2 separate regions of the Mus musculus genome follow, and region 1 is linked to region 2. The links are chromatin contacts, called in public promoter capture Hi-C maps. All regions are on one chromosome and are shown on one strand. The core of a region is the stretch at or near the end of the contact, and the rest is flanking DNA. Distances in the headings are between cores, read along the strand shown. Region 1 holds the start of Scaf11 (SR-related CTD-associated factor 11). Region 2 holds the start of Senp1 (SUMO1/sentrin specific peptidase 1).

Evidence for each region. Capture Hi-C pulls out chosen DNA fragments and counts their contacts.
Region 1: a promoter capture Hi-C map of adipose tissue shows a contact between it and region 2, with 3 times the contacts expected there. The contact joins the promoter of Scaf11 here to the promoter of Senp1 in region 2. A contact is called at or near these places in 1 of 39 promoter capture datasets (liver) and 2 of 9 other capture datasets (adipose tissue and liver).

Annotation. Positions count from the first base shown.
Region 1 is chr15:96,456,674-96,462,843 of GRCm38.p6, forward strand. Scaf11 (SR-related CTD-associated factor 11) reads right to left here and starts at 4,170. Exons shown (of 15, transcript NM_028148.2): 1 at 3,929-4,170. It overlaps Gm41408, which reads left to right. Exons shown (of 2, transcript XM_030248866.1): 2 at 3,371-6,170. The coding sequence ends at 4,236.
Region 2 is chr15:98,090,495-98,096,695 of GRCm38.p6, forward strand. Senp1 (SUMO1/sentrin specific peptidase 1) reads right to left here and starts at 3,075. Exons shown (of 18, transcript NM_144851.5): 1 at 2,789-3,075. It also overlaps a transcript of Pfkm not described here.

The DNA of each region.
Region 1 (6,170 bases), core at 2,920-5,419, 1.6 Mb before region 2:
TTCTATGTTTCCACAAATGACAGATTTAAGGCCATAAATTGCCACTCTTCTTTTTAAAAGGACTCCTAGGCTAGAGGGGTAGCTTGGCAGTAAAAACAAGACAAAACAAAACAAAACCACTTGTTCAATGAGAACCAGTGTTTGGACCCCAGCGGTCACGTGGCTCACAACCACCTGTTGTGTAACAGAAGTTGTGGCCTCTGCAGGCACCTAAGTGCACATGTGAACAGACACTCAAGAGATATATACATGTGTGCACACATTAAAAAAAAATGTGGATTGTATGTAAACATGGTCTATATGCATGAATGTAAATAATTTGGCAAATTATTCAAGAGACTTAATAAACATTAAAAACCTATAAGAACCTTACAAAAACTATAAAACTAGCTTTAATAGTTATAACAGGAAACGTGAATCCACGAAATAGTTGTCATTTACCTACTACAATGCTATGCACTGTTCAAATTGTTAGGAGTAAAACATTGACAAAATGACAAACCCTGGGCCAGTGAGATGACTCAGCAGGTAAAGGCACTTCATACAAAGCCTGGTGATTTAGTCGGGTCCCTAAGGTCCACAGGAGAACACACTTTACCAAGTTGTCCTCTGAACTCCAGCCATTGCACATACACTTGCAATGTAAAGAAAAAGCTAAGACAAAACCTGTTCCCATGGAAGTTGCATTAGACTGAAGAAACATAATAAACGTGTTAGATTAACAGCAGTATGTCAAAAAGAGATAAAATGCTGTGGGGGGAAAACGGACATAAAATTGAATAGGAAGGGTGGCAGATGGGGATGCTGCTTCAGATGCAAGAGTCAGAGAACACCTTGGTAGCCCTGGAGAAACGTGGTTGGAGAAAAGGGAAGAAGATGGGGTCAGAGAAGAAATCTAAGTAACTTCAGAGCTATGGAAAGGCCACAGTGATCTCCTGGGACTGAGAAAGAAAGCCATTTGGGAAGGTAAGTAACACAAGCTAATACAAAAGGTTCATTCTGGCTTAAGAGTGTTAAAGACTGTGGGTTAACAAAGATAAATGGTGTTGTCATGTTTGTCTTATTAGGAAGTTATTTTCCAAGCAAGAGAGGATGGTGTTTTAAAATTCTCACACTGAAATTTTATTGTGTCATAACTTTAATTTCTAAAAAGGGACAAGTCAAAGGTAATTCTTAGGAATAAAATTCAAAATATATTTTTCAATTAATGTATTACTATTGTGCTAGGGGTAGGGGTGTACAACATGGCACACATACTGAGGCCAGAGAACAACTTCCATCTTTGTATGAGTTCCAGAGATTGGACGCTCAGGTGGCCTTTACCCAGTGAACCATCTCAGGCCCACAAAAGCCCCTACTACTAGACCATGGTACTGGCTATTTTACCTCTAGACTCTTCCGCTTACTACAGTCACCACTGCCCAGATGTGAAACAAAGTGCAAGGTGAGGAACAGAATTTTAAGAATTTGGGTTTGGAGACTAGAAAGATGGCTCAGCAGTTAAGAACACTTGCTGCTCTTTGAGAAAATCAGGACTCAGTTCCCAATACCTACGTCTCGTGGTTCACAACTGTCGGCTACTCTAGCTCCAGGAGATCACACACCTTTTTCTGGCCTCCAAGGATAAATATAAGTAAATAAACAAGGTAAATGTTTAAAAAACAAATGACCTGGGTTTTAAAGCTAGTACAACTGTAATTCCCAGCACTTGCGAGACAGAGGCAGGAGGATCACAAGTTCAAGGCCACCATGAGCTATCTGATGTATAAAACTCATCTGGCCTGGCAGCGGTGGTGCACACCTTTGATTCCAGAACTTGGGAGGCAGAGGCAGGTGGACTTCTGAGTTCGAGGCCAGCCTGTTCTACACCTCATCTGTTTTTCAGTAGACAAGGTAAGACAAAACACCACTTACATCCCTAAAAGACAAGAGCAGAAGCTGGGAAGCACAGTGCACATTATTTTATAACTAGCTTGTGTTACTTTGAGGCACACTGCCCTCTTAGAATGGTGGTTTACAACTATCTTGCATTAAAGTACCTAAAATGTGCAGGCTGATGGGTAGTTACCATTATACTTCATTACTAAAGGTATATGTCAGGGATGACAGCAGGTTAGGTAAGTTTTCATGAAAACCGCTCGTAAACTATCCGTGCTCCAGGAAGATGGGAAAATTGGGAATACCCAATAGAAGGCCCAGAACCACGTGAGGGACTTCCAGGAAGAAAACTCTTAAAAGTTTTCTCTTAAAAATTAAGTAATTTACACTTTCTTTTGTATTTTTCTCCTTTGTCATGTTGAAGGCTGCCTTTGCAGTATATTTACAGAAGGGCAAAGAAAAAACTATTAGCTAAAGTGAAGCTACAGTAGGAACTGCTAATCTTTGAAACTCTGACCACAAGAGGGGCAATGGTGGCACACACCTTTAATCCCAACACTCTAGAGGCAGAGGCAGGCGGATTTCTGAGTCTGAGGCCAGCCTGATCTACAGAGCGGATCCAGGATGGATAGGGCTACACAGAGAAACCCTGTCTTGATAAACAATGAAGAAGAAGAAGAAGAAAAAAATGACTGCATAAACAAAACGCAAATTAATTCATATCTAAAGATATTTTCAATTTTTCTTTTTTGTCTATTTGGGCAAAAAATAAAAAATAAACCAACAATAACAACAAGAAAACTACTTTTTCCTTCTGTTTTAAATAATAATAAAATGGTTAAGCCAAGTGCCAAAGCAGAGGGGGAGGTGGGGGTGGAAACATGGTGTGGAGAGACAGAATTACCCAATAAAATTTTATTAAAAATACCGGTTAAATGAAAGGGCTAAGAATCTATTGCCTTCACTGTTGTGGGGCTGCGGCAAATAAATCATACATGAGTTATCTTTTCCTTGAAAAATGAAAAAAAACGTACTTATTGATATACTTTCCCCAAAATTCAGAGAAAACTGCCCAAACTGGGGGAAATTTGAATACTACCATATCTTAGTCAAGGCATACTAAAAAACTTTCTCGTCAGTTTTCGTTAGTTCGCTGCTAGTATATAAGGATGGTAGCCAAAATGTAATCCAAAATGAATGAGAAGCAGCCGCGGTTTTACGTAGTACGATCAGCATGTAAAACTTGCATTCTGTATTGTTTACTACCTCACACACGCAGATGATTAGCCGGACTACCGGAATACGATACTGTACAGATCAACGCATGGGGAGTGTAGGTCACCATTTCAATCTGGGACTGTTGCCCTCAATTGCAACCAGGTGTCTTTTAAATTAAATTCTTCGAGATCCGTGCGGAAGACGAGCGTGCATTGGCCAATCTTCTAATCGGTACTCAGTCCCCGGCTCTAAGGCGGGGTTGAGCGGGGCTGAGTTTCGATCTCCCGGCCGGTTGGACCGCGGGCAGCCCGGGCAGCGGGTTTTAAAAACGACGGCGGGGGTGGGGAGGCGGCCGCCGAGGGAGGGAGGGAGAGGCCGAGGCCAGGCGCCGGCCAGCGCTTCCTCGTTCAGGCGCCGGGGAGGTCACAGCCTAGTGAAGTTTGGTTTCACAAGCGGGACCCGGAGGCTCGGGGACGAACGCGAACTCCACGGGAAAGCGGGCCAGCCTGGGAGCGCCCGGAAGCACGGCCGACACGTTCCCACTGCGGGTGGGGGAGCTGCGGGCCGGGCCTGGAGCCCCTTCCTGCCTCGGCCGAGGCCCCGCAGCCCGCGCCGCCCCGCTCTGCTCCTAGGCCCCGCGCGCGCCCAAACTGGACCTCCGCCCCGCGCCGCCCGGGGCCGCGGCTCCCAACTTTGCTCGCAGCGAAAGACACCGCCCGAGCCGCGCGCGAGCCCCAAACTTTGCCCGCCCGCCCGGCCCGCGCCCCCGCCGCGCCGCGCTGCGCTGCGCCCCGGGGCGCCTCGTCCGCTCTCTCCGGCCCGCCGTGTTTACCTGAGGCCGAGGTCCCGCGGCCGCGCCGGCGCAGGAGGCCCGGTCTCCGTCAGTCCGCCGCTAAGTTCTGCACCATGGACTCCTCCGGCCGCTCGGAAGCGCGCGCGGCCCGCGGGCTGGCTCGGACGGCCGGGTCGGGAGCACGCAGGCAGCCACGCAGCAGGAGACCCGGGCAGGCGGCGCTAGCTCCGCGCCGCTTGCGCCACCGCCGCTCCCCTCCCCCGCCGTGTCTGGCGGCTCCCTCCCTTTCTCCCTCCCTCCTTCCGCGGGGCTCAGCCGCGCCGCCACAGGTCGGCGCACTGTGGTGACGACGCGGGCGGGCGGGCGGGCGGGCGGCTGGACCCGCCGCACGCTACCTGCTCGCGGGCGCTGCCGTACTCCCCCGGACCTCCAGGGGGCGCCCGCGAGCCGCGACGGACGGACGGACGTGGTGGGCGGGGCACGCCGCCCGGCTGGAGAGCGGGAGCTCCGGCGTCTGCGAGTGGCCGGGGCTTCTGGGAAACATTCTTCTTGCCCCGCCCTCTTGCCGCTCGGAGCGCTACGCGCACGCGCCGTGCTCAGTCCTCGCTCCACCCCTTTCCCCCTCATCCCCACCCCCGCCCCTGCGCCCTGGCCGCGCTCTCTCTGGTCGTGGCCTTTCCTGGCAGGCTCCGTGGGCGACAATAAAGATGTTTTGGAGAGACTGCAGTCCCGAGAAGAACTCGTGCGTAGTTGGCACGGATGAAGTACTCCGCCCGCTGCACGTGCGCGGCGGCCTGCCAGCCCGGGACACACTCCCACGCCCTAAGCCCGCGTCCCCGAGGCTAGCCGAGCCTGGCTGGCTTTAAGTGCTTCCACTTTCAGTCACTCTGCGATGTCCTCCTGCCCTGCAGCGCCCTCGGATCTTTTGTTTCACCTCGGAGGTGTCTTTACAGGCTTTTCGTCAGGCGCTGGCTTTTTCACCCCCTGCTCCACGCTCTAGCTTTTCCTAGTTGTCCTCTTGCAATCCACGCTGTCGCCTGGCCACCCCAACCCAGGCTGTTCCCTCCCTACCTCCAGCCCAGCAGCGTCCCCTGCCCTCCTCTCTGATCCTGTCGCTTCCCTGGCATCTTCATCCTGTGCTACTTGGCTGTTCAGTGCCCGTCACGTCACACCGAAGTTTGGGATGATGTCTCGTTAAGCTCTTCACAGAGCCGAGCACCAGCAAGGGACTGGGTAAATAACCGCTTAGGAATGCAATGAATGGCAGCCTTGTCTCTCCCAGTGTCAGTGAGCTATCTTCATAGGTTTGGAAATGTGGTGTTCCTGTGTGCAAGTATTTCGCAGTGATTTAGAGGTGTTAAAATACTTTGTTCTGATGAAACAAGACTTTCTGAGGGACCTTTCTCTTGTAATGACGACGAATGAAGCTGGTGATTAAGAAAACCTAAAAACCTGTTGAAACTGTTGTGTGACAGAATCAAGTCAAAGGCACTGTTAACCATCCTGCAGAGATAAAGTTTAGCTTTCCTGTGTACACTCGGGGTCCAGAATTCACCCTAGAGAATTTTATCAGTAAGAGCAATTCCCGGTGAAGATGTGATATTCTTTTGTATGTATTTTATTTTGTTTTTAATGCAGAGTCTCACTGTGCAGACCGATCCTCAAACTCCACATCTCCTACTTCAAATTTATTGCTCTACCTTTTGTGTTCGCAACATTTAAAATTCACTCTGTAGCCATCGTGCTGGGTAACAGAGCACGAGAAAAGGCTCCTCCTGCCTAACTGCCCTTTGACCACCTCCCGCCCCCATCCACCTCCCCCTCCACACACACAATACTTACCTAACAGAAACGAAGGTGCATTGTAATATAGGCTGTTTCTTGTTCCCCAAGAGAGAGACCCTGCCTATTTCTATATATGGTGTTCTCCTCTTTACTGTGTTTGCATGATAAGAATGTGTTTTGTTTCCTTTTTTTTTTTTTAAATTTATCAGAGAGGGTAAATATAAAACAGATGGATAATGTCGATGGCATACCTGTTAATACTTTAGACTCATTTATAATCATAAACAAGTGAGGGCTAGGGAGGTGGCTCATTAAGTGCTTACCACACAAGCATGAGGACCTGAGGTTGACTCCCCAGAACCCACAGAAAGTTGGGCACCATAGCAGGCATCCGTAATTCCAGGGCTTTCACGGAGAGACAACAGGAGAGACCTCTGAAGCTAGCCTGCTGTCAGAGACAACAGACCCTACCTGTAGAGTGTAGAAGGCAAGAATT
Region 2 (6,201 bases), core at 1,825-4,324:
AGGTGGATTTCTGAGTTCGAGGCCACCCTGGTCTACAGAGTGAGTTCCTGGACAGCCAGGGCTACACAGAGAAACCCTGTCTCGTAAAACCAAAATAAATAGATAGATAAATAAATAAATGTCTAGTACCCACAACATGAGAGATAGGAAAATTCCAAGTTTGAGGCCGCTTGGATTATACAGCAAGACATTCTCTCAGGAAGAAAAAAAATCTGGTCTCCAGTAGGATAATCCCAGTTAATTTCTTTTTCATTTTAGAGATGTAAAAGGAGAAAACAAGCTAGAAATTAAATAATTCAAAAAGTTAAACTGACTTGCATAAAATCACACAGATGGGGCAAAAGGAAGGACCCAAGAATCCCTCAGCAAGTGCACACTCTAGCTTCTATCTTCTGGCATATCCAGAAGACAGAAGATATTCATTCAAAGATTCACAAGGGCAATTGAAAAGTAGCCTTTCCAACTAGCTTTGAGCAATCTATCCTGGCTCATATATGTAAATGATCAAAGCTCCATATTCAGAACAAATACATCTTGCTTCTTTGTTGTGCTTCTAGTACCTTCTTTAGCAATGATGTTGGAAGAAGAGATTTAAGAAAACAACAAAATCAAAATTCTACATGAGTCCTTAATAAGGAGCCTTAGATGTCATCAAATTCAAGCACAGATGACAGGTTTTTTTATTTTAAGAAAATCTGTCTTGCTGGGTGGTGGTAGAGTCACACAGTAGGTGGATCTCTCGTGAGTTTGAGGTCAGCCTGATCTATAGAGCGAGTTTCAGGATAACCAAAGTTACATAGAGAAACCCTGTTTCAAAACACACACACACACACACACACACACACACTCTCACACACACACACACACACACACACACACACACACACATATAGATAGATAATTTTCATAATTCATCCCTAGTAGTCATCATTCATTTAATTTCCAGAATGTTACTAAGCAGCTGCTTACTAATGTGAATCAAGTTAGCAGCTGAACACCAAGTGAAAGGTAAATCTGAGGGAGACAGAAATTGCCTGCAATAGAATACAAAGTAGTAAATCATGTGTAAGTCTGTATACTTTGGAAGAGATCATTACAAAAATTAATTTTTAGCGCACTAATGAAGCTACTAGAAAAATATAGCCCTGTACAGTTACCTGTATCCAGAGCCAACATGTGCAAGTAAGCATGCGAATAACACAATGATACCCTGTGATACAGTCTACACTTCACCATCATCTGTCACCTGTGATACACTTTACACTTCGCCATCATCTGTTCAGGTCCGCACCATAGTATTTTTATGTGGACTCTCTCCCCCAGTTAAATTAGTACCTTAAGCACCTTACTATTCTAACCTTTAAATAGTACTTAACTTCTTACACACATACACTAAGTGTGGGGTTCTGGGATATAAACACAAGAAAGCTCTGGCCTTTGCCCTTTAGTAGTTTTCAGGCCAGGCGAGGAAGCCAGATCCAGTCACACAGACAGCAAAACTAGTATGACGGGTAGGAGAAAGAGAAGACAGTGGAAGAAGAAAATTACATCACCTTAGCCACAAGTGGCAGAACCTGTTTGTAAACTCATCCACTCCCTCTCCAGACCTAATTCATCAGATGAGTGATAGGCTACCCACGTTTGCCGTTTGGATAATTGACTGAAATCAGGGAATGAAGCTCTTTAAAGAGGGGGTGGGGTGGGGGGGGGGACAGGTAGTCTAACTGGAAGGTTCAGGTCACTATTACAGGTGTCACTGTAACCTCAAGGGCAGTAATCCACATTTCAGCAAGAGTCGTGAATACAAATCATCTTTATGAAGAATACTTAAACATGTTTTACTTCATCCAGAATGTCCTACTACATCGAAAACCCTACATCAAATGGTTGATTGCACATAAAAGGACTATACAAAATTTTGCAAGAATCACCATCACTCCAAATACAATTAAGTATGCCACGTGAAGTAAGTAATTTTAACAAGTGTGCCTTAAAAGTGATAAAGGAGCAAGTTATTGCCAACAAGATAACAGAAAAACTGTAGAGGTACTGATAAAACAGAAATCACCAAGCTCAAGACAAGAGGAAGCCAGCATATATCCAGAAAGATCACGTTAGGGTATACGAAGAAAAGGTTCAAGGGAATTCATTACCAAGAGGCGATGAGCCAGGTAAGGAGACGGCGGCAGTTAAGGGGGTTTTCATAACCTATGCAGAAGGGTCCAGACGTTTCTCTCTGGTGGTGGCTCTAGCAATATCACATCCCAGGGAATTATCACAGGGTAAAAAGAGTTGGAGAATTGTTTTACGTGAGACTCGGTAGGCGAGGAGTAGCATTCAGGTTTCAAGGAAGAAGAGAGGCGAAGCAGGTGGGAGCGACAGCTCAACTTCCTCGTAGAGAACAGCTCTTCCTCCCGGGGACCCTGCTCTGGCGGGAAACTCCCGCGATCCCAACCGGCCTTCTCTCTTTGGAAAAGTAGAGTGGGATGTAGAAGGAGGCCGTGCTGTGACCGCGGGGAGATGGCCTCTCCGCGGGTCGGGAGACCGGAGGGCTGAAAGGGCGGCCTCAGTGAGCCCAACTACCAGACCCGGGCCAGGCAGCCGCGACCGGGCAGCAGGGGGGAATGGAGGTGGTCCCAAGGGGCGGGGCGGAAGACAGGGCACGGTCCCCACCGCCGTCCTCCTTTCCGCTCGGCCCCGCCGAGGCCCGCGGGCCCAGCCTGACACAGCCTCCCGGCCCGGTCTCCCTCCATCCTCACCCCTCCCCCAGTTTCCCGCCGCCACTCACCGAACCGGAACCGGCTGCTAGGCAAAGGGGTTTCCGGCCGGGCGCGGACCGCAAAGCCCGGGAACCTCCGGGAACCGGAACCTTCTTTACTCTACCGGAAGACCGTTTGGCGGGCGCGGAGGAGGGAAGGGGGTGGGACAAGAGGTCAAAGAGCGAGCTACAGGCTCGCGGGACGCCTGCGCGAGGTGGCGAGGCCCGAGACGTGGAGGGAGCGTTTGACTCGCGTCTCCATCTCCCTGTCACCCTGTCAGACTGGGGCTTTTTCTCTTCGTCGCACTTGGAGTACTGTTAGTGCGCCCGCCGTCCTTTGGTTTTCTCTGTCCCTCGGCTCCTTGACCCGCTGTCATCTGGTTCCGTTCGGTGACCTTTTTTTGGCTTACGCACAGGTTTCCATGGCAGCTGTTCGCTAGGGCCCTAGATGTTTGGAAACCTGCGCCTTCCCCGACAAATCCTCATTTTGAGTTCTAAATTGATTTTTACCTCTAGCTTCTGAAAATTAGTGTGCATCTTGTCACGCTTGACACGCTTGACTGATCACAGGAAGTGGGGCTAGGGGGAAGAGCAGAGACTAAGAAACTTTGGGAACACCTTAGCTTAGACTCTTAACAACACACCTAGCCTTATATAACTGGAATAATTTTAAACAGTGATCTCTAGTGGGATTCACCAGAGGTCTTAAACATGTAATCAATGCCAGACTTTTAAAGACAGAATGGAGGAAAAATTAACTTGTTCATTCAAATTACTTACCGAGCTTCTTAATTTAATTACGCCTCTGGCGCAGGCCCTATTTGGAAAGAGGCTTCAGAATAGTATTCTAGACCCAGGTGACTGCCTGTCTGAATTCACTCTTGAAGAAAGAAAAGCCTCTGGAATCTGCCAGCCTCATCTATTCTCTAAGCATAAGGAGATAAACTTGTTTCTTCAGGGGATCCTGACTTGTTATGTATATAAACGATTATATCACCTTATATGCTGATATTTTTATATGGCCAAGTCCTAAAACCCAGTGGTATTAAGTGTACCTAGACCATGTTGACCTTTGACACTTTAAATATTCTATGGATCTATTTATTTGGATTAAACTTTCTTTACTTCTAGGAAGTAGCCATGCGTAGAGAGGAGTTTCAGCTGAGATTTTTCATGTGCGTGATTGAGTCTCGCCAAGTAGTCAGGACTACTCAGAGCACAGGTACCATTGATTATGTTATAGTGACAAGGGATATGTTCTCTCAGAGCTATACAGGATGAGAGCTTCTGGCAGAATTATAAACTTAAGGGGTCGACGGGCTTGTTTTCTATTCCTAGTAGGAAAAATATTTTGTCACCGTGTTGGGGTGTTTTCTTTGTACAAGTATAAGGGAGATGCTATCCTCATCCCAGGCAAAGGAGGAAGACTTGGGAGCTGAGAACAAGAAACATGGAACATGGGAAGGGTGTTGATTTCTATTTAATTTATAGATTATTCTAACCTATCTGGGGTGACTTGTAGTAGGAGTCCTTGTTGATACTCAGTGGGCACCCCCAAACATGTAAGTCAGGACTTAAAGAGAACTTCCACTCTTTTCTAACTGGTAGTGATATGTTCTGCTTTGCCTCTGTTAATACTAAAGGAATAGAATCGTTTAGAGGTAGTAAACTAGTTACTGAGAACAATCCATTCTCTTAATCGTCTTTACCGCGTTTATGCTAAGTGTTTATTCAAAAGAAGTTCTGAATAGCTAAGCCTCTTAGGGAAAGTAGAAGAGAAAGGAGCACACCCTCCCTGGTCCCCACCCTGATGGTGACCCACAGTTATCGCTTCCCAGCGGGGGAAGCTTCAACCTCCAACATGACCATACCGGAGTCAAAGGCAGATGACCAGTGGAGACTAGACGGTATGGATGATGATCCAAGCACCGTGGGACCTGTATCTATTCCTGACACTGGTGAGGCCTGTGAGTAAACAATGGGGATTGGTGGGGAAAGGCGCGGTGAAGAGCAAAAGGTTTGTTCACAGCATGATGGTCACGGTGACAAAATACCCAATTCGGGGTAATGTAGAGAATGAATTTTATTTACGGTTTAGGAAACTTAGGAAGCTGGAAGCCCACGAATAGGCAGCTTCTTTTGTTTGGCTTCTGCTTAGGATTCCCTTGGTTGAGCCACATGACAGCAAGAACATAAGCAAGAAGAAGGAGGGAATCACACAGTAAGCCAGATGGGGTCAGGGCGGGGCGCAGTCTGTATGTCTGTCTTATAACGGCCTTCTTCAACAGGAGCTGACTGGGACCCATGGGACCTCATTAGCTCCTGCCCAGGCCATTCCCTCCCAGCAGAGCCCATGATGCCCCGGATGCCATGATCTCAACACAGGAAACTCTGAGAGATGTGCTCACATGGTTTCCAAGCCATAGCCATGCTAAGTCACTTGCCTCCCTCATTACTCTAAGCTATGTAGTTCGACTTCCATGTTGTTAGTAAACCTTATATAGAAAAACGTGAAACTCCCACCAATGGATTAAATTAAGGTATTATTATTATGTTACAAAATTATTCCAAGCTGGGTGGTGGTGGCACATGCCTTTAATCACAGCACTCGGTAGGCAGAGGCAGGCTGATTTCTGAGTTCCAGGCCAGCCTGGTCTACAAAGTGAGTTCCAGGACAGCCAAGGCTACACAGAGAAACAGAGAAACCCTGTCTCGAAAAACAAAAACAAAACAAAAAATTATTCCAAAGACTATAAAATTTACCCTGGGAAACATTTAATAACAGGTTTATCTTGTATAATTTAATAAAGGTTCAACTCACCAATACTTTATATTAAATTTTAGGAACACATCTATATGTTCCTTCTCAACTTAAAAGCATCTATATTGGAGCCAGTTCACTGACAATACTTCCTTCGTTTCTACTGTGTGCCAATGACATATTAGAAATAACACATTATAAAGCACGCTGTGCTGTTCCATTGCTGGGACACAGTGCTCTCATCAAGTAGCTTACGGGAAGAAAGGTTCATTTCTGCTCCCAGCTTCAGACGGTTCCGGCCATTCTGCTGAGAGCGGGGCTGGGGGCTGGGGGGGGGGGAGGGGGAGGGGGAGGGGAGGGGGAAGAAGAGCTGCATGCTGGGGCTTGACAGGGAAGCCTGCACTTCTGAACTCCCTCTGCTCTCCTCCCTTATTCCACTCTGGATTCCAGCTCGTTAGACGGTGCCAGCGACACACAGGACCAGCTTCCTCTTCTTAGTCACACTCTGCAGGTCCCTCACAGACAAGTCCACAGGTTTTACCAATCAAATCAATCTGCCAGCCAAGAGCTTTTTTTGTTTTGTTTTTGGTTTGTTTTTGTTTGTTTGTTTTGTTTTGTTTTTCAAAACAGGATTTCTCCATATAGCCCTGGCTGTCCTGGAACTCACTCTGTAGACCAGGCT